5 separate regions of the Mus musculus genome follow, and regions 2, 3, 4 and 5 are each linked to region 1. Evidence: chromatin contacts called from public Hi-C and HiChIP or PLAC-seq data. All regions are on one chromosome and are shown on one strand. The core of a region is the stretch at or near the end of the contact, and the rest is flanking DNA. Distances in the headings are between cores, read along the strand shown.

Evidence for each region. A called contact is a pair of places that touch in the nucleus more often than the background predicts. HiChIP or PLAC-seq counts read pairs in DNA pulled down with a chosen protein or histone mark.
Region 2: a contact with region 1 is called in an H3K27ac HiChIP or PLAC-seq map of the NIH/3T3 cell line, with 3 times the contacts expected there. The contact joins two enhancer-like sites. A contact is called at or near these places in 3 of 39 promoter capture datasets (the 3T3-L1 cell line, embryonic stem cells and liver), 3 of 484 Hi-C or Micro-C datasets (cortical neurons and uterus), 10 of 115 datasets of contacts at active chromatin or transcription factors (the NIH/3T3 cell line, T-cell acute lymphoblastic leukemia, VIP interneurons and 5 more) and 4 of 9 other capture datasets (adipose tissue, embryonic stem cells, liver and 1 more).
Region 3: a contact with region 1 is called in a Hi-C map of uterus, with 2.5 times the contacts expected there. The contact joins two enhancer-like sites. A contact is called at or near these places in 1 of 484 Hi-C or Micro-C datasets (uterus), 1 of 115 datasets of contacts at active chromatin or transcription factors (cardiomyocytes) and 3 of 9 other capture datasets (adipose tissue, liver and pancreatic islet).
Region 4: a Hi-C map of uterus shows a contact between it and region 1, with 2.0 times the contacts expected there. The contact joins two enhancer-like sites. A contact is called at or near these places in 1 of 39 promoter capture datasets (cranial neural crest), 2 of 484 Hi-C or Micro-C datasets (muscle stem cells and uterus), 1 of 115 datasets of contacts at active chromatin or transcription factors (microglia) and 4 of 9 other capture datasets (adipose tissue, embryonic stem cells, liver and 1 more).
Region 5: a contact with region 1 is called in an H3K27ac HiChIP or PLAC-seq map of microglia, with 4 times the contacts expected there. The contact joins the promoter of Arsb here to the enhancer-like site in region 1. A contact is called at or near these places in 3 of 39 promoter capture datasets (the 3T3-L1 cell line, hippocampal neurons and liver), 1 of 115 datasets of contacts at active chromatin or transcription factors (microglia) and 1 of 9 other capture datasets (adipose tissue).

What each region holds. Positions count from the first base shown.
Region 1 is chr13:93,937,541-93,942,120 of GRCm38.p6, forward strand. It overlaps Arsb (arylsulfatase B), which reads left to right. Exons shown (of 8, transcript NM_009712.3): 7 at 1,687-1,809; 8 at 2,926-4,580. The coding sequence ends at 3,191. Among named protein-coding and RNA genes, the nearest start is that of Lhfpl2, 120 kb to the right of the region's middle. Within about 2 kb of position 2,196, at least 95 of the 459 cell types and tissues checked have an H3K27ac peak or open chromatin away from gene starts, as enhancers often do. A contact at or near this core is called in the NIH/3T3 cell line, T-cell acute lymphoblastic leukemia, adipose tissue and 3 more, where this site is marked.
Region 2 is chr13:94,176,502-94,181,081 of GRCm38.p6, forward strand. The region is part of intron 3 of Lhfpl2 (lipoma HMGIC fusion partner-like 2); the gene reads left to right. It overlaps LOC115488151 (a long non-coding RNA gene), which reads left to right. Exons shown (of 2, transcript XR_003950582.1): 2 at 1-4,580. Among named protein-coding and RNA genes, the nearest start is that of Scamp1, 110 kb to the right of the region's middle. Within about 2 kb of position 2,265, at least 98 of the 459 cell types and tissues checked have an H3K27ac peak or open chromatin away from gene starts, as enhancers often do. A contact at or near this core is called in the NIH/3T3 cell line and T-cell acute lymphoblastic leukemia, where this site is marked.
Region 3 is chr13:94,120,577-94,125,156 of GRCm38.p6, forward strand. Lhfpl2 (lipoma HMGIC fusion partner-like 2) reads left to right here. Exons shown (of 4, transcript NM_172589.2): 2 at 201-259. Among named protein-coding and RNA genes, the nearest start is that of Lhfpl2, 65 kb to the left of the region's middle. Within about 2 kb of position 2,480, at least 37 of the 459 cell types and tissues checked have an H3K27ac peak or open chromatin away from gene starts, as enhancers often do. A contact at or near this core is called in uterus, where this site is marked.
Region 4 is chr13:94,104,683-94,109,262 of GRCm38.p6, forward strand. The region is part of intron 1 of Lhfpl2 (lipoma HMGIC fusion partner-like 2); the gene reads left to right. Among named protein-coding and RNA genes, the nearest start is that of Lhfpl2, 49 kb to the left of the region's middle. Within about 2 kb of position 1,974, at least 20 of the 459 cell types and tissues checked have an H3K27ac peak or open chromatin away from gene starts, as enhancers often do. A contact at or near this core is called in muscle stem cells and uterus, where this site is marked.
Region 5 is chr13:93,768,887-93,773,466 of GRCm38.p6, forward strand. It overlaps Arsb (arylsulfatase B), which reads left to right and starts at 2,793. Exons shown (of 8, transcript NM_009712.3): 1 at 2,793-3,206. The coding sequence starts at 2,892.

The DNA.
Region 1 (4,580 bases), core at 946-3,445:
ACCCCACTACTACGCCCCGGGATGGGCAGTGACTTGGCACGAATTTACTCTTGCACCTGCACACATTACTTGTTTACCAGTTAGGCACAGCGGAGGCTCATGATGGCAATTGCTCACGGCTCCCCACACCAGATGTTTGCAGTCTGATCCTCACCGTGTGCTGTAAGGGAGCCCTGAGATTGTCCAGTTACTATAGCTAAGTGAAAGCCAAGGGCCAGCCACTCGCACAGCTCTTTCTACTGTGAGCCAAAGCCACATTCTCTAGAGGCAGTTTCATCACTAGAGAGGTGATAATTAAGCTCAGTCTATCTGGCTCTGGCTCTGGCTCTTTTTTTTTTTAAGATTTATTAATTGTGTTTATATGAGTATATGAATACACTGTCACTGTCTTCAGACACACCAGAAGAGGACATTGGATCTCATTACAGATGGTTGCGAGCCACCATGTGGTTGCTGGGAATTGAACTCAGGACCTCTGTAAAAACAGTCAGTGCTCTTAACTGCTGAGCCATCTCTCCAGCCCTGGCTCTGGCTCTTAATGGGTTCTAAACTTGAGAGGAGGATGAATATTAATAACTGCCCCCTCAGAAACTTGATCAACTGCTATAAGACCTTAAAATGATAAATTAATATAATCCATGTGTCTTAGTTAGGCTTTCCCTTGCTGTGAAGAGACACCCCAACCAAGGCAACTGTATAAAGGAAAGCATTTCGTTGAGGCTGGCTTACAGGTTCAGAGGTTCAGTCCTTTATCATGGCAGGGAGCTTGGCAGTGTGCAGTCAGGCATGGTGTAGGAGGAGCTGAGAGTTCTACATCTTGATCCAAAAGCAGCAGGAGACTGTCTTCCTGGGCAGCCAGGAAGAGGCTCCCTAATTCCACTCTGGGGAAAGCTTGGGCATTAGGAGACGTTAAAGCCCACCCCACAGTGACACACTTCCTCCAACAAGGTCACACCTCCTGATAGTGGCAAGCATTCAAATGCTTAAGTCTCCGGAGCCCAAACCCATTCAAACCACCACTACTTTATATGCTCAAACAGTTTCTATACCCATAGTTATTCTGTTGAATAGTTAAAAACACTGCTCACTAATTTTTACATTTCATGAATGGTTTAAAAAGAAATGCATCTGTAGTTTTTTTGTACTATGCTTAACCTCTCCTAGCTTGTCAGAGACTTCAAAAAATGTGCATTTTATAATTTTATATACTATCTGCAAAGGTACAACCATTCGCAGAAAATGTATTTCACTTACACATTTAAGAGGAAAAAGAACACACATATTCTTGCACACTCATGCACACACACACACGTGCGTGCTCATGCACACACACCCATACCACACACTCATGCTTGTGCACACAACCGCTGCCCAGCTCCGTTCCTGTAGTAGACACTGCTATGCACATGGCTCTGCATGTTGGCGGGAGGCAATGATTTTAAGGATGGATTAGCCTTCTAATCTCCTTGGGATTTCCTTTATATTTGTGGTGGTTTATGACTGACATCTAATGTAACTATACTTTGTGTTTGTATTTAATAAAAGATTCGTTTCTGTGGCAGGACACACATTTGTACTCTGGTGTTGAACAAAGGCTACTGTTCTGCAAGAAGGGTATAAAATGTTGATTTATAATGACACAGGCCAATAACAGCAATCTAATTCTTCCAAACTATTTCTTCCCAGGTCCTGGCAAGAACATGACTCCAGCAAAGGACGATTCTTTTCCGTTAGAACATTCTGCCTTTAACACGTCTATCCATGCTGGGATCAGATACAAAAATTGGAAACTCCTCACGGGCCACCCAGGTAGAATGCTTCGCTCCCTTCCTGTGGCCACCAGAGTAGGGCAGTGTCCTCAGCCTGTCCTCTGGGCCTTCATTCCCTGGACTGTGTCCATAGAAAGGGAAGTCCTTATCACTGGCTACACCCTCCTCCTCCTCCTTGCCTAGCCGGCTCCTCAAGGCTCCCTGCCAACCCCTCAGTTTGCTCAGACATCTGAAATGTCAACTAGTCCTTCAGATCTTTTACAGTCCCTGCAGATCTTAAGGAAGCAGCTATCTGCTTGTGGTTTCATGGCCTTCTTTTAAGCCTCTGTCTGGTCCATATTACACAACTTCTGTTGTCTGCCTAAGTAGACTTCCCACCAAACAGAACAGTGAGAGAACGCTCACCAAAATGAGAGCTGACTCACTTTTTTTTTGTAATATATCTCTGAAGCTGCAGGGTGGGGGAGTGGCTTCCGCTGCTCATTCTGACCGTCCTCCGAGTTGATATTTGTTGTTGTTGATGATGATGATGATGTCATCTGTAGTGGGGTTAAGAGGAGAAAATCCCACTTGGGTGCTTCATAAACATATATGGATTTTTAGACATGTGTGACTGTCAAACATAGCACACCCAGCCAGCTGTAGATCTTCACCAATTCTCTGGCTGGGGAGAGTCTGCTTCCCCTCCCCCTTCCTTAGAAAGGGACAGCTTCACTGTTTTGTAAATATGGGATATTTCCACAGGCTCTGATGCAGTGTAGCAATGCTTAGTTCGTGAGTGTTCTTGGTGTTTACAATGACAGTTCATTGTTTGGGACTGTCCCATGCATTGCGAGAGATCTTAGAATTACTGTGCTGTTGCTTGATAGCAGGAGTACCCTCATTGCCCCAGCCATCGTGACAACTAACACCCCCATCCTGCTTCCACCCCACATATAGTTTTTAATGTCCCTTGTAACGCTATAGGATCCGTATCATCATGGCATGGAAATCGTATTCTGAACTCGACATCAGAAGGCACAGGTTTTTTGTTTGTTTCTTGATGTACGACCATACCCACAAAGCCAAGGAAGCCTTGTACCCAGATTCCTGAAATTAGAACCCACCAACAGTGCCCCCCACACACACACACACTAAAGTTTAATTTCTTTACCAGGCTGTGGTTACTGGTTCCCGCCTCCGTCTCAGTCCAACGTCTCTGAGATACCTCCAGTGGACCCACCAACCAAGACTCTCTGGCTTTTTGATATCAATCAGGACCCTGAAGAAAGACACGACGTGTCCCGAGAGCACCCCCACATCGTCCAGAACCTTCTTTCCCGCCTGCAGTACTACCATGAACATTCTGTGCCTTCTCACTTCCCACCCTTGGACCCCCGCTGCGATCCCAAGAGCACTGGTGTGTGGAGCCCCTGGATGTAGGGCTCTGGGGAGTAAGGGGGGCTGGAGCCCATTTCTGGGCAGGCTAGACCTCAGGCCCCTACTCCCCTGGCTTCTCTTCTTTATCATCCCCCACCCTGTCACCTGGCCCTCATGCTACATAACCCACCAAAGGAGTCCAATTTCAACCCACAGTACATTCTAAAAGCCAGTAAAATCTGGAAGGATCTTGCTGTTGGCTGGAGTTAGTGTCTGGGGCCAGGGTGGCCGGGTTCATCCTGCTTCCTAAACTACAGACGCTGGGAACTTGACATAGGAAGTTATCCCTGAGTCCTGGAGGCCAGGACAGCTGGCTCTTTTTGCTTCACAAGTCAGCTGTTAGAACTCCCTCTGCTAATAACCAGCTTTATTGGCAAGACACATTTCTTGTAACAAAGGCAGGGAGCAGATGTTGCTAGTGGTTCTGTTGGCTGTGAGTGCTCCCTGTCTGTGAGCTCTTACTCGGGCTTTCCGCACCCATGACCCTAACCCTAACCCTAACCCTAACCCTAACCCTAACCCTAACCCTAACCCTAGCCCTAGCCCTAGCCCTAGCCCTAGCCCTAACCCATCCGCTCACTCATCTTCCTGTGGAGCGCACAGCCCATTGCAGTAAGCCAGCATGGAGACATGCCTGTGCCGTGGTTTTGGTTTCCATGATAACTAAATGTGTTTTTATCTCCACCCCCACCCCCACCCACTATTGCTCATTCTGTCTAGACTTCTGCTACCCAGCTTGTGTGGCTCTGTTCCTGTCATGCCTTTGGACTTCACTGTCCTGTGCCTGAGGTCTCTCTCCCCTCTGCTTCACCCATTCTGAGCTTTAGGATAGTCCTAAGCCCTGCCCAGAGGAGGTGGACTGGTCATTCTGTGTCCATGCTAATGGGAGTTGTGGGTCTGTGGCATCTGCTAAGGAGGATTATTCACAGTTGCATGGAATCTGTCAAGATTGTGGCTATATCTCCCACTATGCCATGGTCTATGCTGTTTTCTCAAGCAGTGGCAAGAAAGGCCAGGATAGCACTTCTTCGCCCTGAGCAGTCTCAGAAAGGAAGTGGCCATGGAATGTTGGCCTCAGTAAGGCAGAGGAGACACCATCCATGTCCCTTTCATTCTCTGTTTCACTGCCCTGTTCTGGGGCTCTGGATTCTGGGCTTGGAGAATGAGGATACACTATTTGACTGTCAGCCCTTTCTCAGACCCTCATACATCTTACCGATGTGAGTCCACCAGATTCGCAGCAGGGTGTGTCAAACCCAGTGGTACTTCTCATTAACACCTCTGTCTCATTCACAGTTTATCACCAACATCAGCAACCATGTCTGCGACATAATAGATAGCCAGTACTTTTTAAAAATGAATTAATAAACAAAGTAAACGAGAAAGAGTTAC
Region 2 (4,580 bases), core at 1,015-3,514, 240 kb after region 1:
TATCTTTATATTTTTGAAGACTGTTCCGGTGCAGCTTCTTTTGTTTTTATGTTTCTTTTTCTTCCCTTGAACACATGGGAAGCCTCCTGCCTCAGCTTCCAGGTTGCTGGCATTACAGGCACTAGGCTGTCACATTCAGCATGTGTATGGGTTTTTAAGAAGGACCATTCCAGCAAACCCTATCCCTGAGGATGTTAGCCCAACGAACTCTTGTTTGCTGTTTCTCCTAATTGGCAAGCAAACGTTTTTTTTTTTTTTTGCAGAGTTCATTGTATATCCTTGACCGTGAATTTTTCTGACTTATCTCTCTTCATAGATCATTTGAGAAGAGTTGAAGAGGATACACACACACACACACCCCTACCTCATGGGCAGCCTGCTAGAGAGGATAGTTACAAAAGTCTGATCTTCCTAAAGAAATTTGAGTAAATTTGAGTTTTCTGTCCATCCCTGTGACTTGGGCACATTTCAGAAATTCTGAGGTTACTCACAGTTTTCAATCGGCAAGAGGCAAACGGCCCTCCCGACTCCAAGTCTGCTCTCTAGAGGCTGTGGGTTTAAGGTGAAGCTCTGCAATACAGAAAAGGCTGGCTGCTTTGTCCACAGCTGGGCTCAAGCACACCTCAGCGAAGTGATGATAAAGATCAGGGGCTTACTCTTCCCGTGTGCCCATGTCTGCTAAAAGGGCTACTAAGTTCCTTCTCCCGGGATTGAGGTCCACACCAGGCCCTAGGCCCCTGTAGGCCTAGGCCTGGAACATTTGGCTACAAAAGTAGCCACACCAGTGTGGAGATGGTGACGGTCCTTCTCTTTGCTAGCGGCTGTCCTACCCACCCTCAACGCATGAGTGGCTGCCTGGAGTGTTCCTCTACTACGCCCCCTTGTGGTCTGTTTACCTGGATGCAAAGAAGCTCTTCCTAGAGCTGTATAATACTAACACTGGGGTAAGTGTTAGTATTGCTTCTTGCTCCATGGAAAAATGACACTTTAAAAAGTGACAGGATGTAAAATTACGAGATGACATAAGCATATTCCTGAGGCATACCTAATTTAAAAAAAATAAATATTCCACAGGCTTATATAGAAATACAAACTGAACTGTATGTAACCTGAGCATTTGGGAGAGGGAGGCAGAAGGATCTTAAGTTCAAGTCCAGCCTGGGCTATGTATCAAGACCCTCGCTCAAAACAAAACATTTTAAATAGTGGTATTTTGGCGTTAGAGTTACGTGTGAAAGATACTATCGCCTCAGTAGAAATTTCTTACCTGTTAACTTTTAAAGCATCAAGTCCAGATAACTGAAATAGTAGGATTTGTTTCAAGGCCTGACCTATCGACAGCCAGGAAACTGGACATCTCTACCCTCACACAGAAGCCTTGGTGTTAAGCAGTCACCTCTGGCCATCACTGGAGTTAGGCCTTACCTCAGAAGGCCTGAGAAACATTGGTCAACTAAGCCCATTTCTCTAAGCTCCAAGTCTGCCCACTTGTAAACGAATCTAATCATGGTAAAGGCGTTTGAGGGTTATGTTAGTTTACTAGCATGACAAACATGGTGTTTGGCGTCTGGGAGATGGTGTTAGCTCTGTGGTGATCGTGAAAATGTTGCTGCTTTCTTGCCACCAAACTTTAGGATGCTTTTGCATTCTAAGGGGTTGGATACCTTTTATAAGCCATTGTAGTTGGCCATATTATCTTCAAGTCCTGTATTTTCTGCCTGGTACTGCTCTCTGGTTCCTTGACTGCCTGCCTGGGGTGAGGCTGTCCGGCACAGGTGCAGAGCCGTCCTGAGGCCTTGGACAGTTGGGTCTTCCATCACGGTTCCAAGAAGCACAAAAGAGCAGATACTCTTCCTCTTTCCCACACGTACACGTCCTTATACTTTTTCTTCCTGGAGGCAGCTTCCACACTTGAGTCTTGACTGCAGGTGGCTGCTCAGACTCCCCCGGCCGCAGAAACCTCAGACTGGTGTGCACTAGAGGAGAGCAAGTCTGGGACTTGGCAGAGCCAGCAGCACACATGGGTTCCAATCCCTCTGGGACTCGTTACAAAAGCTGGGTAGCTGGCCAGCAGGGCTGGCTTTTGCCAGCTGTCTTCCGTAGGTTGTGACCTGGATGTAATCCATACTGAAACTGTAGAATGCAAAGATCCAGGTTTTCCATGACAGCATCAAGCAGTTTGTTTTTTGAAATGCATACAGTGTGAACACAGACGTCCACCGAATCCCCAGTGACTCAGGTTTGGGACAGAAGCCATTCAAATGAGCTCAGGACTTGGCTCAGTGGTGTTGGCAGGGATGGGTTCTGCTAGGCTTTGCCATGCCGGTTGCTGAGCCTGGCTGCCTGCTGTCTTCCAGTCCTGCCTCACAAGCTTCTTTCTGTCTGTTGGATCTCATACTCTACTCCGGTCGGCCCTCTGTCTGTGTGATCAGCCTCACAGGGCCTTCTCAGCCAGCTGTCACTCTGGTCTGCAGGTCTGCTACAGTGGAGGGGGTCGCCATGGGAACCCCAGCCTTGGCCACGAAGGGCCTGGTGTGTATGATCCTGTTTCCTTAGAAGTGAGCAGAGTGGGAGAGAGTGGGAGAGACTGTGCAAAGGAAAAGTGGTAAGAGAATGTGAGAGGACGTTGGGGGGCTTTGATGACCGTGACACCGCATCTAAGTGTGAGCGGCTGTGTGTGGCACCAGCTGCCATTGTGTTCATGAAGGTGAGTGTGCGGAGGGGTGAGTGGGCACGTAAACACCACAATTGCCAGCCAGGCTTGGTCTTCCCTCGTGAACCAGAGTGTGAGTGGAGGTATAGAGGGCACGTCGGACACCACTCGTTCCATCTAGAACTGACCTTCCTGAGCCAGTGTCTGAGAGGCGAGTGGGCAGGCACACCATGACTGACATCTGGAACTGGGTTCATTGCTCTTCTCCCATCGTGTGAAAACCAGCAGCAGGAGCCGCCGCCAGTGGCATGCATAGCCCAGCTGGGTCTCAGCCTACCCGTACGCTTTTCCTCTCCCTGTTCGTTCATTCAAGACCAGAAGGATGAAATCACTAAGAAAGGGGAGAGGAACGAAACCAGGGTCTCAGGATGAAGACGAGCCTAGGCATAATTTTACCTCTGAGAAAGTCACCTACCTTATCCTGAGAAGGCAGAGTGACCTTGGTGAGCAACTTTGGATCTCCCCAGGGAAAGGGGACTTAAGGAGAATTGTGAGGACAAGCCAGCTCTCCCTTTTGGTGAAAGCCAGGCACAGGAGACTTCTGGCTTCCCGGATGGGGGCTCTTGGTTTCTCTACACAGACAATGCCTCTGTTAACAGTTTCCTGTTTGAATCAGTTTTACAGTATCACAGGTTGGGCCTACAGAGATGGTAAAGAAGCAAGTGCCACTCTCTTAGAAAATGCAGATTCCATATTAGGTGGTTCATGACCACCTGTGACTCCAGCTACAAGGGGAATACAATACCTCCGGCCTCTCCAACGGGAACTGTGTATATATATACACACACGTATGTGTAAAGGGAACCAAATATATATATATATATATAAAGAGCCCAGTCATACCATGAAATAAAGACTAGTGTTTAACCACAGATAGACCAGGCAGCCATTAATGTGAAGAATCCAGAGGCTGGGATGCATTTTTTAAGAAGAATCTGTTGTATGGGCCTGAAGAAAATTGCAAACGCTCTTAAAATTCAGATACAGTGTCTGATTTGCAAATAGAATATGAAAACAGTCTGCCGCGGCACCTACTTGATTGCAGGCATAAACCACCGTGAAGCGGCTGATGCTCTGTGTTCAACCTACATTAGCAAGTCATGGGATAATGGCTTTGACGTGGCTCTGAATGTTTATTTACCTGAGTGATGTAGGCACTCTGTTTTAAGAGCTAAGGCAATGGTAGTATTTTCCAAAGCTGTAAAACCACTTTAAAAAAAAAAACTATATCTCTGTGTTATAGTACAAATATGAGTTTGTTATTTAATAATGTTCTTTCAAGTAACTTTAGTAAATAGACACACACACCCTAAAAATACACATGCTGAGAATGTAAAGCCAGTATTAAAATACTGCACATACTTGTAACCCTAGGACTCAGGCCAGAGAGTGACAGGTTCCAGGCCAATCAATAAAGGTGACGAGGTCTGATCATGTCTTAAAAAAACAAGGGTGGGGCCTAGGACTCAGCAGTAATAAGCTGGTTTAGTATGTTAAGGTTCCATCCTCAACACTGCTTGCTTTATAAACAAACAGTGCAAGCCAGTGCCCCACAACTCTAGTTTCAGATCTGAGTGGCTGTGTTCAGTCACAGAGGACAATCCCAGTGGCCCAGTATTGAGCGGTGACATCTGGTGTGCTGCAGGAATTGCTTAACATTTGCACTTGGAGATCCACTGGCAAGTAGTTGACTTATTTCTGGAAGATTTCACTCCCAGTCCCTTCAGGGTTTGGGTTTTGTTTGGTTGGCTTTATTTTTCACTCACTTGGGGGTGTAACTCCTGGAAGTACATGCCTAGTATGTATGGAGTCTTAGGGTTGATTTAATGTGTATGTGTATGTGCCTGGATGTACATATGTGGACCAT
Region 3 (4,580 bases), core at 1,230-3,729, 180 kb after region 1:
GTGGGGTGGACCGTGCGTTAATGCTTTACTCTTCTTAGGATGAAGGAAGTATCTGTGATCTTTGTGCACCATTGATGTGGAAATCAGTGTTTGAAGAAGCATCACACATTTCAATGAGATACACACTTACATGATGGTTGTCATGATCCTGTAAGCAAATATCTAATGTTTTGCTCAATTGATTCTGTTTGTCCCTTTAGGTGGTGCTTTTCTGAAGTTGTTCATTGGAACTTCTCAGCATTGCTGCCAAGATAAATAGGTAAGAGCAATCACAGGTCCTCATTGTTTGCCTCTCTTTGTCTTGATTGTTTTGTTTTTCAAAGCAGGGTCTTGTTATATAGCCTGTGTAGTCTTGAAACTCACAGCAGTTCTCTTGCCCCAGCTCTCTGTATGCTGGGTTGACAGGTGGGGACTATTGTGTCCGGCTTGATGTTGTTATTGTGGGGAGCATTTTTGAGAAAGGATAGCTTTTTACATTTTGGGACCTTGCCCTATATCTCAGTTACAGTTCTATTGCTGTGATAAAATACCACGACCAAGGTGACTTATGAAAGAAAGATTTTAGTTGGTTTACAGTTTCAGAGAGTTAGCGCCCATGATGGTGCAGTAAAGATGCAGCTGCTGCAGCAACCGAGAGCTCACATTCTCATCTACAAGTAGGAAGCAGATAGATAAACCGGGCCTGGTGTGAGCTTTAAAAACTCAAAGCTGGCCCATAGTGACACACAAGGCCTACCTCCTAATCCTTTCCAAACAGTTCCACCAACTAGATACCAAGCATTAAAACATATGAACCTATGGAAGCCATTTTCATTCAAACCACCACGCCAGTGATAAGCCCTAGTTTGCTAGACTCAATGTACTACCAATTGGGTCACATCAGTTATTATTGCAAAGAGTTCATACTAGTGTCAGATAAATGGCATTGAGTTTAATACTCTAATGTTTTTCTTCAGTTCTGATCTACTTTGTTCTGTTGCTGCTCAGGAAAAATTTCAGAGCTCTGCATTGTAGAATAGTCTTCCCCTGTTAGCCTCTCTGTAGACCATTTTAAGTCCTATATCATTTCTCTCAGAATGGGGACGTAGACGTGGCCAATTTAAATAACCCTGATTTATTGCTTGATGATCACTCTTACAGAGGGATTGCCAGAAAGAAAGTTGGAAACGATTCAGTCACAGGTGATTAATGATTGAGTAGATTTTAATTTACAAAGGTCACCTTTGGAAAATATTAGTAGCAGGGGTTGGATACCCCCTTGCAGCATGCATTAGGAAAATCAAGGCAATAGGTAGTTGAATGTGTCACTAAAAAGCGATCGTTCTGTTTCTCAAAAGAGAGAGGCCTGTTCACCTCTGTCCTCTCAGGGTCCTGTGAGTGTTACAACCTTGGCAGTGAGCTTAGATCACCCTGGCAGTGAACCAGGGTCCAGTGTAGGTTCTAGTCCAGCCTAGACTGTCCAGTAGGGCCTGCTGCATGCAGAGGGTTTAGGCAGGGCATTCCTACAAATACCATCCTCTCTGTAGAAAAGCCATTGTTTTGGTTTACAGGCTTTGAGAAAGGATGTATTTTTCCTGTGATCTGTCTTGCGCTGCTGACTACCCGAGCATTACTAGGCTCTAGCAACAGCGCTGTGGGGAGGCTTGAACCTTTTAATGAGAATCACAAACACTTGTGAGTCATAAAATGAATGATTCGAGCAGCAACCTTCTCATTGGAAGGCAAGGGCTGGTTTGAAACAGATGGTGTCCTGGGCAGGCAGGGTAAATGTTTGCACCTTATCACACTGCTAATCTTTAAGTATTTGTTCCATATTTATTTAGTGGAGATGGGAGAAGCTGTGTTTTCTATTCATAAAAAAATATTTAACCAGACACAGTAGATCCCTGTAATCCTAGGTAGAGGCAGGAAAAATAACAAGACCAAGGTCATCCTTGACTACAGAGTTACAGGTTAGCCTGGGCTACTGAAGAGCCTGTCTCAAAAATATGTATGTGCATATATGTATAGTATACAGATATAGGTACATATGAATGTTAAATATGCATACATATGAATACACATATACACACACACGTGTGTGTGTGTGTGTGTGTGTGTATGTATGTATGTATGTATGTATGTATACACTTTCTGGGCTTAAATCTCTGCTTATAATTAGACGTGTAACTTTGAGTTCTTGACGTGTCTGGCGCCCTTTCCTGTGTGTTAAAGAGGCTTATGGCACAGAATGTTTGAATTGGGTGTTTATAAACCTTGCTTAGAATTTGGCTAGTGATACCATTTTAGACCTGGGATGCCAGGTGCCTGTGAACCAGGTGATGGGGTCTGGTGGGGGTTGGCAGTGAGGTCTGTGTTTGCTCATATCATCCGGGGAAGATAGGCTCAACAGGAAAATACACTCAGCCCTGTGCCGTGAGTAACCAGGGTTTTCACTCTCTTCAGAGGAACCATCTGTTTCAGTTCCCAGGACCGGGAGCCAGACCACGATGCCGACCATGCAGGGAGTCATGTGAGAACCCAGGCTAGCTAAGGGCCCCACATTTTCCATGTGTTCTGTTGACGGTTCAGTTTCCCCGTTGTGGGATGTCACCCTGGATCACTGCCGGGCTGGCTTGTTTCAGCCTGCTCTGGGGAGAAGCCAGTTCCATTTTGCAGTGCCTTGAGGAGCCAAGTCATGTTTGGCCTTGTGATTGATCTCCTATAAAAGCCCCATAAAACCAGCTCTCTCTGGGTCCTTCATGTTAGTTTTAGTTGTGGATTCATCTGAGACCAGCAGTGCCATCTCGATCAGGTCAGACGGAACTACGGATGTCTGAATTGAGTGTGGTCCCACTTCCTGTTGCCTACATTCTCTCTACACGGTAGCAGGCTTCTCTTGAGAAGGAGGAACAGTTGTAGTTTGAGGCAACTCTGGGCATCAACTCTCCTGAACATAAACCTCCTGCATTGGACACCCATGGGCTGGAGGATGGGCTGGGGGCCATGCAGCTTCGTGCCTGAGGCAGGTTTTGGAGCCTCCTGTACTCCACCTCTGTTCCTGGGGATGGCTTCTTCCTTCTCTGGTTTAGGTAGTTGAGGGAAATAAAGACAGAGGCATGTGTATCAAAACAGTCAACCATTGATTGGTTGACCCCTTTCTGGCTCTCTGACACCAGGTCCTGTGTAGGGTTGCTTGGATATGCAGGCTGAGAACCAATTCTCTCAGGCTTTCGCAGACATTCTTTGGACAAATGTCTCACCTCTCATACCTCCTTGGTAGAGAGGCAAGGTGTCCCTGCTCTGCTCTGCTCTGCTCCCTGCCCTGTGGGAATTGTGGGAAGGCTTCAAAGAGGGCAAGTTCAAGTATGTGGTTAGCATTCAGTGGACTTCTATTGGCAGCCCTTGAGGAAAAAAGTTAAAAAAAAAAAAAAAGACTTTTTGGGCTTGAATCCCTTCTTATAATTAGGTGTGTAACTTTGGCCGGGTTTTTGACACCTTGTCTGGCTTTCCCTGTTGTCTCAGGCTGCTAGGAAGGCAGTGTGGCACAACTGTATGTGTGCCTCGTGGGGTAGAGGGAACTAACGCCTAGTGAATCTTAAGAACTATGCTCATAACTGCAACACAGCACAGGAAGGAGAGGTGCCGTTACTGAAAAGTGCCCACAGTTTAAAGTCCCTTGAGTGGCCGGGCGTGGTGGCAGTGCACACCTTTAATCCCAGCACTCGGGAGGCAGAGGCAGGCGGAATTCTGAGTTCAAGGCCAGCCTGGTCTACAGAGTGAGTTCCAGGACAGCCAGGGCTATACAGAGAAACCCTGTCTCGAAAAACCAAAAAAAAAAAAAAATAATAATAATAAAAATAATAATAAAATAAAGTCTCTTGAGTATGAATCTGGCTTCCTGTGTTGCCTGTGGTACCAGGATATGCTCCCCTGCTCCAGGTACGTTAATCTGGATTGGTGGAGAGTAATCACATGGACCGCTGTCTCTGGAGACGCTACAGGGAGGCTTGGTCTTCCTGGGTTTTCTTCTAGGTTGGAACAGAGTGGACCAGCTGAGTGAAAGCGCTCAGTCTGGTGCTGGCTGCCATGGTAGCCATAGCCCAGACACAGCAGCTGAGCTCTTAAATGGCCAGTGCCACAAAGGCACTGAATTTTTCACTATTCCATTTCCATCATCTAAAAAGCTAACACAGAGAGTTCACTTACTGGGAAACCTTTCAGTGCCTTTAGAACAACTTGGGTGAGCGGGTCTGGCTTCTCAACTGTGAACTTCATGACGAACGTTTCCTTAGCTGGAAAGGTGGTTTCTCGTTGTGTACCTTAGCTGTTCTATGCTCAGTGTTCCAAACTTTCAGCTTCTCAGTGCAGGACTCATTTCCATGACCAATCTGGAAGGAGTTAAAGGGAGTAGAGAAGGGCTTATTTGGTGAGTGTGACAGCTTCCTTCCTTTACTAAGTGTGAATTGAACCAAATATATATATCATTTTTTATGATAACTATAGTCATCTTCATGGTTTGAGGAAGACCATCAAAATCATGAAATACATAGAAGTTTTAAGAGTTCTGATTTCTATTTCTTTTGATTATCTTTTATGTA
Region 4 (4,580 bases), core at 724-3,223, 170 kb after region 1:
ACAGATGGTATAAGAAAGGTTATATTTTATTACGGTGAGGGTCAGCACACAAGCTTCACACTCTAAATTCCCAACCTCAATCCTAAGCCCATCTCCTCAAAGCTGCTCACCCATGTGGCATAGCTTAGCTGAAGGTCAGATTCAGTCTGTAAGAGAAGTCTCTGGTTCAAGAGTCGGGATCCCGGGGAGACTGTCCGGCCGCAGGGCGGGTCAAGGTGGTGCCTCTCCAGATGTGCAGAGCAGAGCGATGCTCTTGGTCTCAGCTTATATACTGTCCAGTGGGGTTCTAAGACTCTGTCTGGTTATCCTGAGTGCACATGTCACTAGGTTCTGGCTATCAGGTACAGCCTTGGGTGTAGTGGGATTCCAGACTAAGCTATTTTTACATGCCTAGAAGGGACTTTTATTTTTTTAACCATGCTCATTGCACAACTCCTCCCTCTCGGATCTTCCTAAACGTAGTTCAATTCAACCATTTTAAGTGAAACTGAAAAACAAATTAAAACTCCCCACAACAGAATATTCTCTCTGGCAAGGAAAGGAAATTATCAACTAAACTTCCTCAAGGATCCCAGGCAGCAAAATCGTAAACCAGCGTCTCTCAGACTCTTGGCAGAAAACCAGCCTTGCTTCTCCTTGCTTCTTAGAACACACCCCCACCCCTAGTATATTTCTCTCTCTGTGTGTGTGTGTGTGTGTGTGTGAGAGAGAGAGAGAGAGAGAGAGAGAGAGAGAGAGAGAGAGAGAGAGAGAGAAAGCCCCATCTGGCTTTCTGTGTATACCAGGGACCTGAACACTGTCCTTCATGCTTATGGGCCAAGTACTTTACCCAGTGGGCTATCTCTGCAGCCTAAGGTTCTTTCTGCTCTGTCTTTAAAAATTAAAAAAAAAAAATGAGAATCTGTTAGTTCTTATTCTTCTTGTGATTGATATCTTGGTTTTGCTTGTGAGAGAGAAATAAAATCAATGTGCTGGCGTGTCCTATCTTTAATTGATTCTTTCTGCAGGTGAAACGCAGCAGCCGTGCCGGAGAAGGGAGCATAATTCATATCTTTGTGACTCTGTCCAAGTTCTGAGAAACTGTTCAAACTCAGTTTTGCTGGTATTTACCAGTTGAGGTCCAGCCAACCCCTGTACTTGCCTTTCCTTCCCAGAGGGCATGATAAGGAAAGAGGGGGAGAAGAGTTCAAAGAACGAAAAACAGAGGTTTCATTAGGGTAGCATTGGGGGTCAGGTAAACATGGCTTTCGAGTTTCATTGAAGAATTCCAGAAAGCCGAGGGCAAAGTCTCCAGAAGGGTTGTAGCATGGTGGGAAGTTCTTCTTTAAAAGAATGTCAGAAAACGCAATATAATACTCTTAGGGAACAGAAACTATTAAAGTAGGAAAGGATATAACCCTCCCCCCAGGTTTCTTTCTTTATTTGAGAAATTTGGAAGACCCAGAGAAGATCGTCTCTAGTGACCAGAACACACGTCTTTATTGCACACTTGCTCCCCAGCAGCTGTGGTGTCATTGAGTTTGTGAACTTAGATTTTCAGTGCAGATTCATCGCAGACCTGCCTTGGAGCCAGCAGCATGTGTGCTCTTGGGAATCCAGGCACCTTCTGTGGACCTGCCGTTGAGGGCATAGGCTACCTCCTGGCTGTCTATCAAGAGAGCCGGCGTTAAGGCGATGCCCTGTTTGTCTGGAAAGCGTCTTCCAGGGGACTTTCGGGTGCGTGGCTTCTGACACCATTCCACCTAACTCCATCTGGAAATCTCTTTCTCATTTCACTTAAAAAAAAAAAAAGCTAAAACAGTCCCCATTGATGCCAAAAGAAATGAAACCATGAGTTAAGCAACTCGTGGAAATTGTGGAATTTCTGTCGAGGAGATCTTCAAAGTGGAACATAAAAATTAGGTCGCTTAAGTAAGTCTGCTTGGAGGGCGACCAAAATGGTCTTTCGCAGTGTTCCAGATTTATTAACCACTCAGGTTAGTACTCATATCTCAGGAGATCAGAAGAATAGTCAGTCCTTTGTTTGCGGCCATTGATGTTAAATGCTGAGCTCTGTGGTGACTCCTGCCTTGTGTGGTAGTACTGCGTCTGCAGGTCGAGGGGTAAATGGGAGGGATACAATCAGAGAAGTTCTCCTTGTAGAAAACAGCATGTGTTCTCTTCAGAGGATGGCGTGAAGAAGGCAATTGGCTGGCTAAAGCCCAGAGAAGCCACCAAACGGCCACGATTCGGTGTAGAAACACGATCCACGCGCAACTGTTGTACCGCAAGGATGTTTAGATCTGGGCTACTGGACACTCTTGACTCTACAGAGTTAAGCAGATTGTCTGGAAGAAGCCAGTAGAATCATCTGGCTCCAGTATGAGCCTAGAATGATAAAAATTGAAAAGTCAAAGAAAAGGTTCTTTGTGGGATGCCAAACCACAGTGAACATAGCTTTTGGTGACTTTGCTGAATTCCCCCTGAGCCTGGAGCCATTGGCTTCTCCTTCTGCAAATTACATCCAGATCTTCCTCCTACTGCATAGTGGCTGGCCCATCTGCCTGCCTCCCACTGACCTCAAAAGAGACAAACTTCCAGGGCTAGCGAACACTCGCACCAAAGAACGCGGAGGTTTTCTCAGCCGTGGAAACAGAAAGCTGTGGAAGGTGCTTAGCAGAGAGGAATTCAAGCGGTAAAAGCCCCGGTTTTTATTTTTATGTGTGTTGGTAATTTTGAGAACTTCATGAGTTTTTCCACATTCCATTTTTAGGGTAAAGGTTTTGGAATTTTATTTGTTTATTTTTTAATTCTTTCAAAAAATCATTTTATGTGCATGAGTGTTTTGCGTGAAGGTATTTATATGCTACCATACGTATGTCTGATGCCCACAGACATCAAAAGAGAGTGTTGGATCCCCTGGAATTGGAGCTATTGCTATGGATGGTTGTGAGCTGCTGTGTAGGTGCTGAGAGTGGAACTCTGGTCCTCTGCAGGAGCAGCAAATGCCTTTAACCACTGAGCCACCTCTCCTGATTCTTGTTTATTATTTTTGAGACTAGCTCTCTTGTACTTGAAGCTGGCCTGAGGCTTTCTGTCCTCCTGACTCAGGCTCCTCAGAGGTGAGATTGCAGGTGTATACAGGTCCACCCAGAAAGATTTAGGAACTTACCTTAGTGACTTGCTGAATTCCGCCTGTGCCCGGAGCCATTGGCTTCTCTAACTTCTCTGACTTTAACTTTAGATTAAATGTCCACTGCCACTCTCTCCTGATCTGCTCTGTGCGTGTGGGACGTCCTCAGGGATCCGCAAATCCATTTTCCTTGGGGTTTATTTTCCCTGTGCATGTTGCCAAGGCTGGTCTTGAACTTGTGGTGTTAGCATTCCTGTTCAGCCCTTGAGTATCTGGGGCTTTGGGCCTGGGTCTCTGAACCCCACATTCTTTGCCTTTTTTTCCTTGGGCAGGCAGACATCATTGTGAGAACTCTTAAGCTTCAACATTTGGCTTTAGTGCTGGTGTCTTTCTTTTTAGCTTTTTAAGGAGCATACTCATTAAAATGAAGCCATGAGTTTAGTTCTTTCTCCCTTGAAACTTTCCTTTGTTTGGAGTTAGTTCCGTCATGAGTGAGGCTTCTCAGGATGTCTGTTTACTTATGACAGTCCCTTGATCTCATGTGTAATCCTAATACAGGACACAAATGATGTGGCACCTTTGGTTGGTTTGTCATCAGGTCCCTTATGCCCCAGAGTTCTCAAGACACATCAGAGCCCACCAGGCCCTGAGGAACCTGTTTTGTAATATGATGCCAGAAACACAGAATAGGAGGGACGTGGTTATTGTCTGCCTCAGCCAAGATTATGTGGTGGTTATTAAGCTAGAGTTGTACTGAGGAGGCCAGGCTAGATTTGAATTCATGATGTTTCTGCCTTAGTTGTTCTAGTATTGGGATAGCGCATGTATGCTGTCACACCTGGCCCACCAGAAGGCTTTTTGTCACCTCATCTCCCTGGACTGGAATTGGCTCTCTGAAGGATGCTGTCCACAGCAGCAGCTCACTGAGTGCATTGTTGTTATTGAGTTACACAGAACCTGCTGAGGTTTGAGCTGTGTCAAGGTGACATAGTCGCTGAGGACAGTGGTAGGAAGAATTGTTCCATTCTAGTGTGAATGGCCTTGCTTCACCTTAACAAATGCTCTGGAGCAAAAACTGAGGTGAGCAGAACGGTCTTTAAGGAAAGATTGTTCAGAGACCTCAGCAAGGCATCTGCAGCCCTCTGACCTTGAAGAAGCTTGTAGAGAAAGAGGCCTACACCAGTTGTAGGTTGTTGTCTACCATTGACTATAACTGGATTTACTCAAAGACATTAGCTTAATTAGTATAGTAAACTAAAAGTTGCTTCCTATCATTCCATCTTGTTATCACCGTTGGATGAGGAATGCATCTAAGACCTCGTTCAAGACTTTGGAGCTCGCTAATGCATTTGAGAATGGAGATGATCAGGCCAAGCTCAGAGGTCAGCCACTGTGTGGGCCAGTCAGCTGGGTGGGGCTCTGTGGCCAGACTGTACTCATAACCCTGACTGATGACGTCTCACTGTGC
Region 5 (4,580 bases), core at 1,543-4,042, 170 kb before region 1:
GTGGCCACTGGAATGGGAGGCATGGGGGCCTTCCTAGGGGAATAACTGCTAAACAGTTATTAGAAAGAATCAACAACTGAGAAAGGGCAGACAATACCTTCTGGAAGTATACCTGACTGCTTGGGAGCTGTGGATTGACCCCTTGGCAGGCCCAATCAGCACGATCATGTTAACCCTAAATCCTTATGATCATGTTAACAATAAATCCTTATGATCATGTTAACCCTAAATCCTTATGATCATGTTAACCCTACTCCTTGGTCCCTGCCTTTCAGCCGTCTCACTAAGCCTTTCCAACAAAGACTTACAACTTTCACATCCTGGAAGGTCACTGAATTCTTCACAGCAGAAAACTACCAGGTCTTATCCCATCTGGAAGCTCCCTCAACCTGCCCCTGCCAATGTTGAGTTCAGCCAGAAGCAGCCTCCCTAAAACCATGATGTCTCCCTCTTTTTCTTTTTTCCCTTCTAGGGTTGGGATATATTGGTGTCATGAGACATTGGGCCAGGCTGTACCGGGCAAAAGCCCCAAGCCATAAAGAGTGACTTAGCTCTACCCGACCATTTCAGAGCCACCGAGAGAAACGGTATGCCCAGATGCTGAGAACAACCCACTTGCTCCCAATCAAACTAAACCAATTAGCTATAACTTCCTGGTTGCACTGTGCATGTACGTGTGCAAGTACGTGTGCATGTGTGTGTACATGTGTGTCTCCTAGCCCTGGTAAATGCACTCAGTCTCCATCCCTTTGAAAAGGTAGGGCCCCTCCGTGTTCTAATAAAGCAGTGTCACTCAGCCTGTTCAAGTGTGTGTGTGTGTGTGTGTGTGTGTGTGTGTGTGTGTGTGTGTGTGTGTGTATGTGTGTTGGGGGGGGTGCAATTATGTTAAAGGATTATGGCATATTGATCAAAGCAAGAATCCAAGAGTTCACAATGAACTAAATACATAAGAAACTCAGAAACTCATAGAAAGGACGCTAAAAGGTCACTATTGGTAGCCATCCTAATTATAATCTATTCACACAAGAAATGAAAGCCAATAAGCAAAAGTTTGAGTACTACTTAGTAATTACAAGGGGGAGATGGTAACTCTGCAGTGGAGACCTGATGCCAGTAACACAGGGGTCCCACAAAAGAGCAAACCAACACTGTTCCTCTCTGTCTGAGGTACCAGGCATCACCCCACATCACCTTCCTGTACTCTTGTACGAAGCTGTTGCCTGAGTGAAATCCAAAGGAAACACCAAAGGAACACCAGTAGAGAGATTTTTAAAAGAACCACGCACAGTATGCATGCCATAGGTCTTCAGTATACAGATGAAAATCAGACTTTTCCCACCTGCACATTGCCAGGGCACCCCCAGCTGACATGCTCAGTTGAAATGCAGGGCACGGGGATTTTGGTGGGTGCTTAGTTCCAGGAGCAGTATTACTGGAGGCTGTTTGATGCTTATCAAGGGCAGGGAAAACCTGGACCTTGGCCTGGGACTGTAATCCCAGTTCTGTCAGTGGGAGATGAAGAGGCAGGAGGACAGAGAGCTGGAGGAGCTATCCTGGGGTACATAGTAAGCACCTGCTTAAAAACAAAAAGGAGAGGACTATAGAAAACAATTATGGAGTAGAAGAATATGCAGAGACCACACTATCCCCAACACAAAAGCGAACAAACAACTCTTCTAAGATATTGTTTTTGGGTTTAAAAATGCCAAAATTTAAAACTTTCTGGCTATATTTTACTAAGGATAAGTAGTAGTTATCTACTTCAAAGAAAACTCTTATGTATGTTAAGAGGGAAACATATATTCAAGGATAATCTTTTTTTAAAAAGGAAAATTTTGGCCGGGCGTGGTGGCACACACCTTTAGTCCCAGCACTCGGGAGGCAGAGGCAGGCGGATTTCTGGGTTCAAGGCTAGCCTGGTTTACAAAGTGAGTTCCAGGACAGCCAGGGCTACACAGAGAAACCCTGTCTCAAAAAAAAAAAAAAAAAAAAACCACACACACACACAAAAGAATTTTTTTACTCTCACACAAATCACAAATGCAGAAATGAATACATCATGTGATTTCATCTAATTTATTAGTGAGAAACCGATAAGAAATTAAAATTGGTTATAAGGAACAATACCACAAACGCCCATCAGCCAACCGCATGGAAGTCAGTTGAGTACATCAGCAATAATTACTTTTCAAGGGTATCATTCATCCAGAGCTTCTAAAGCTGTAAAGTAACTCCCACGGACTCGGCCTCAGCCAGAGAGGGTGTGTCCTTCAGGCAGCGCACATTTTTTCTCTCTCCACCTAACAGTTATCACTCATCTCTAGACATTGAGTAAGCAAGTAGACAGTCTTAGGTGGGCATACCCCGAATGTCTTGAAATGAAACTTCACCATTTCATTTTAGATTCTGGGCAGACAGAATGAATGTGTTTGGCCCACTGATGATGGGAAGGAAGTGGCTTCATGGGTACACACTGCACAAAGGAATCTGAAACACCATCTGCACCACCTCTCTTCTCTCATCTGTAATGGTCCAAACCATTACAGGGTTTCTTCTGGGGATAAAAGGAGCGCTAACTATAGTGCTTAGCTGTCAAGTTTGCGGCTAGATTTAATCAGATAAAGGTTGTGAAACAGCTTTGGAACTTGTGGCTCTCGAGTTCATGGCTAAAATAAAGAACGGGCCTCTGGGCCTTGGAAGGACCGGCTGAGTTCGCCCGCGCGCTCTGTGCGGCTCCTCCCCCGGCCCCCGCGGGAGGCGGAGGCCGTGGACGCCGGCCCTCCCCAGCCCGCGGCCCGCCCAGGTGGATGAAATCTTGCTGGGGAGCCCGGCCGCTCAGTTCCCGATTCTGTCGGGGGTGCCCGCAGCACGGGCTCTGCAGGCTGCTAAGGATGGGCAAGCTTAGCCCGTGCACTGGCAGGAGCCGGCCTGGAGGTCCCGGGCCGCAGCTGCCACTCTTGCTGCTGCTGCTGCAGCTGCTGCTGCTGCTGCTGTCGCCGGCCCGGGCCTCCGGAGCTACCCAGCCTCCGCATGTGGTCTTCGTGCTGGCGGACGACCTGGGCTGGAACGACTTGGGTTTTCACGGCTCGGTCATCCGCACGCCGCACCTGGATGCGCTGGCGGCCGGCGGCGTGGTCCTGGACAACTACTACGTGCAGCCGCTGTGCACGCCCTCGCGGAGCCAGCTGCTCACCGGCCGCTATCAGGTACTAGGCGGCCTCCAGCCCCGCGTGACCCCGCGAGCCCGCCAGCTCAGTCGGACCGCGCTCGACAACCCTGGCTTCCCCAGGCTGCTGCCTAGGGCCACTGCGCATGCCTGACTTCCTCCTGGTGGCCGAAGGCAGGAGTGGCTTTCGTTTTCTCTAGGTCAGAGGAGAGCGGGGTTTCTGGGATCTCGAGGTGCTGTGTCTGTGAACCCCCAAAGAGAAGGATAGACGAGGTCCTGAGGAGAAAGGATGGAGAAGAAAAGGGAGGCCCAAGGAGCTCCAGAGGGCCATTAAAGTGAGAGGCTGCACTGGGACGGACCCTAGTGACTGACGCGGTGTGTCATAGATCAGGAGTGACCTACTTGAGCCAGGAGGATAGGAAGCCATGTAGATGGGAGTTTCAGAGATTAATTTAGAAACACTAAAAAGACTTGGGATTGTTGACAAGGGACGCATCACCCGAAAAGCCTTCAGTGAATGAGCGTGGGGGTGGGGTATGTGAAAGATCTTAAGCTTTCTCTCAGCCCCTGTTGTACCTGGGAGTCAGGCCACAGGTGAGATAAGGTGCACCCCAGGCTCCTATATCTTTCCTTTACTAAGTTACCCCCTTGCCTATAACTATGCATATGTCAACAACGTGGAAATTCCAGCACCCACGCTCAGATCCTCCGCTGTGCATGGCTAACAATGGAAGTCATTTCCAGGTTCTCCGTACCCCTACAATGAAAATAAGGGTGCTGATATTTCTTCTACCTTTGAGGGTGAATCCAGCCCACATGAGTCTCTTCACTGCCCCTTTAGAGAGTATGTCCCCCACAGAGTATGTGTATGTTAAATGACTGGGAACAGTAAGAACGTATCTTGTAGTGTTTTTATTGTACTGAAACGTTTTTAAAAACCACTTTATGAGGTAGTTATCTTGAACGCCCTTTACAGGCGAGGAGATAGCTTGCCTAAATTGGATGTCAGCGGGGGAGTCACACGGCTATAAATTGCAATCCTTAGTTTCCTGCACCTACTCGTCTCAGACCTATGAAATTAGGCTCCCCTCAATCCAAGTTTGGTGGGTTTTTAAAATCCTGATGTGATTATGATCAAATTAAATTTAATAACTTTTAGTGGTTACTGATATTCTCTGTCTCTGTCCTTTCTTCCCTTTCTCCCCTTCCTTCCTTCCTTCCTTCCTTCCTTCCTTCCTTCCTTCCTTCCTTCCTTCCTTCCTTTCTTTCTTTCTTTCTTTCTTTCTTTCTTTCTTTCTTTCTTTCTATCCTACACACACAGTCACAGTCTTCTGGCCTTTCTTCATACAGAGATTTAGACAACATGGTGTTAGTATGGCTCTCGATACAAGTCAGCCAAAGATGTCAGATAGCA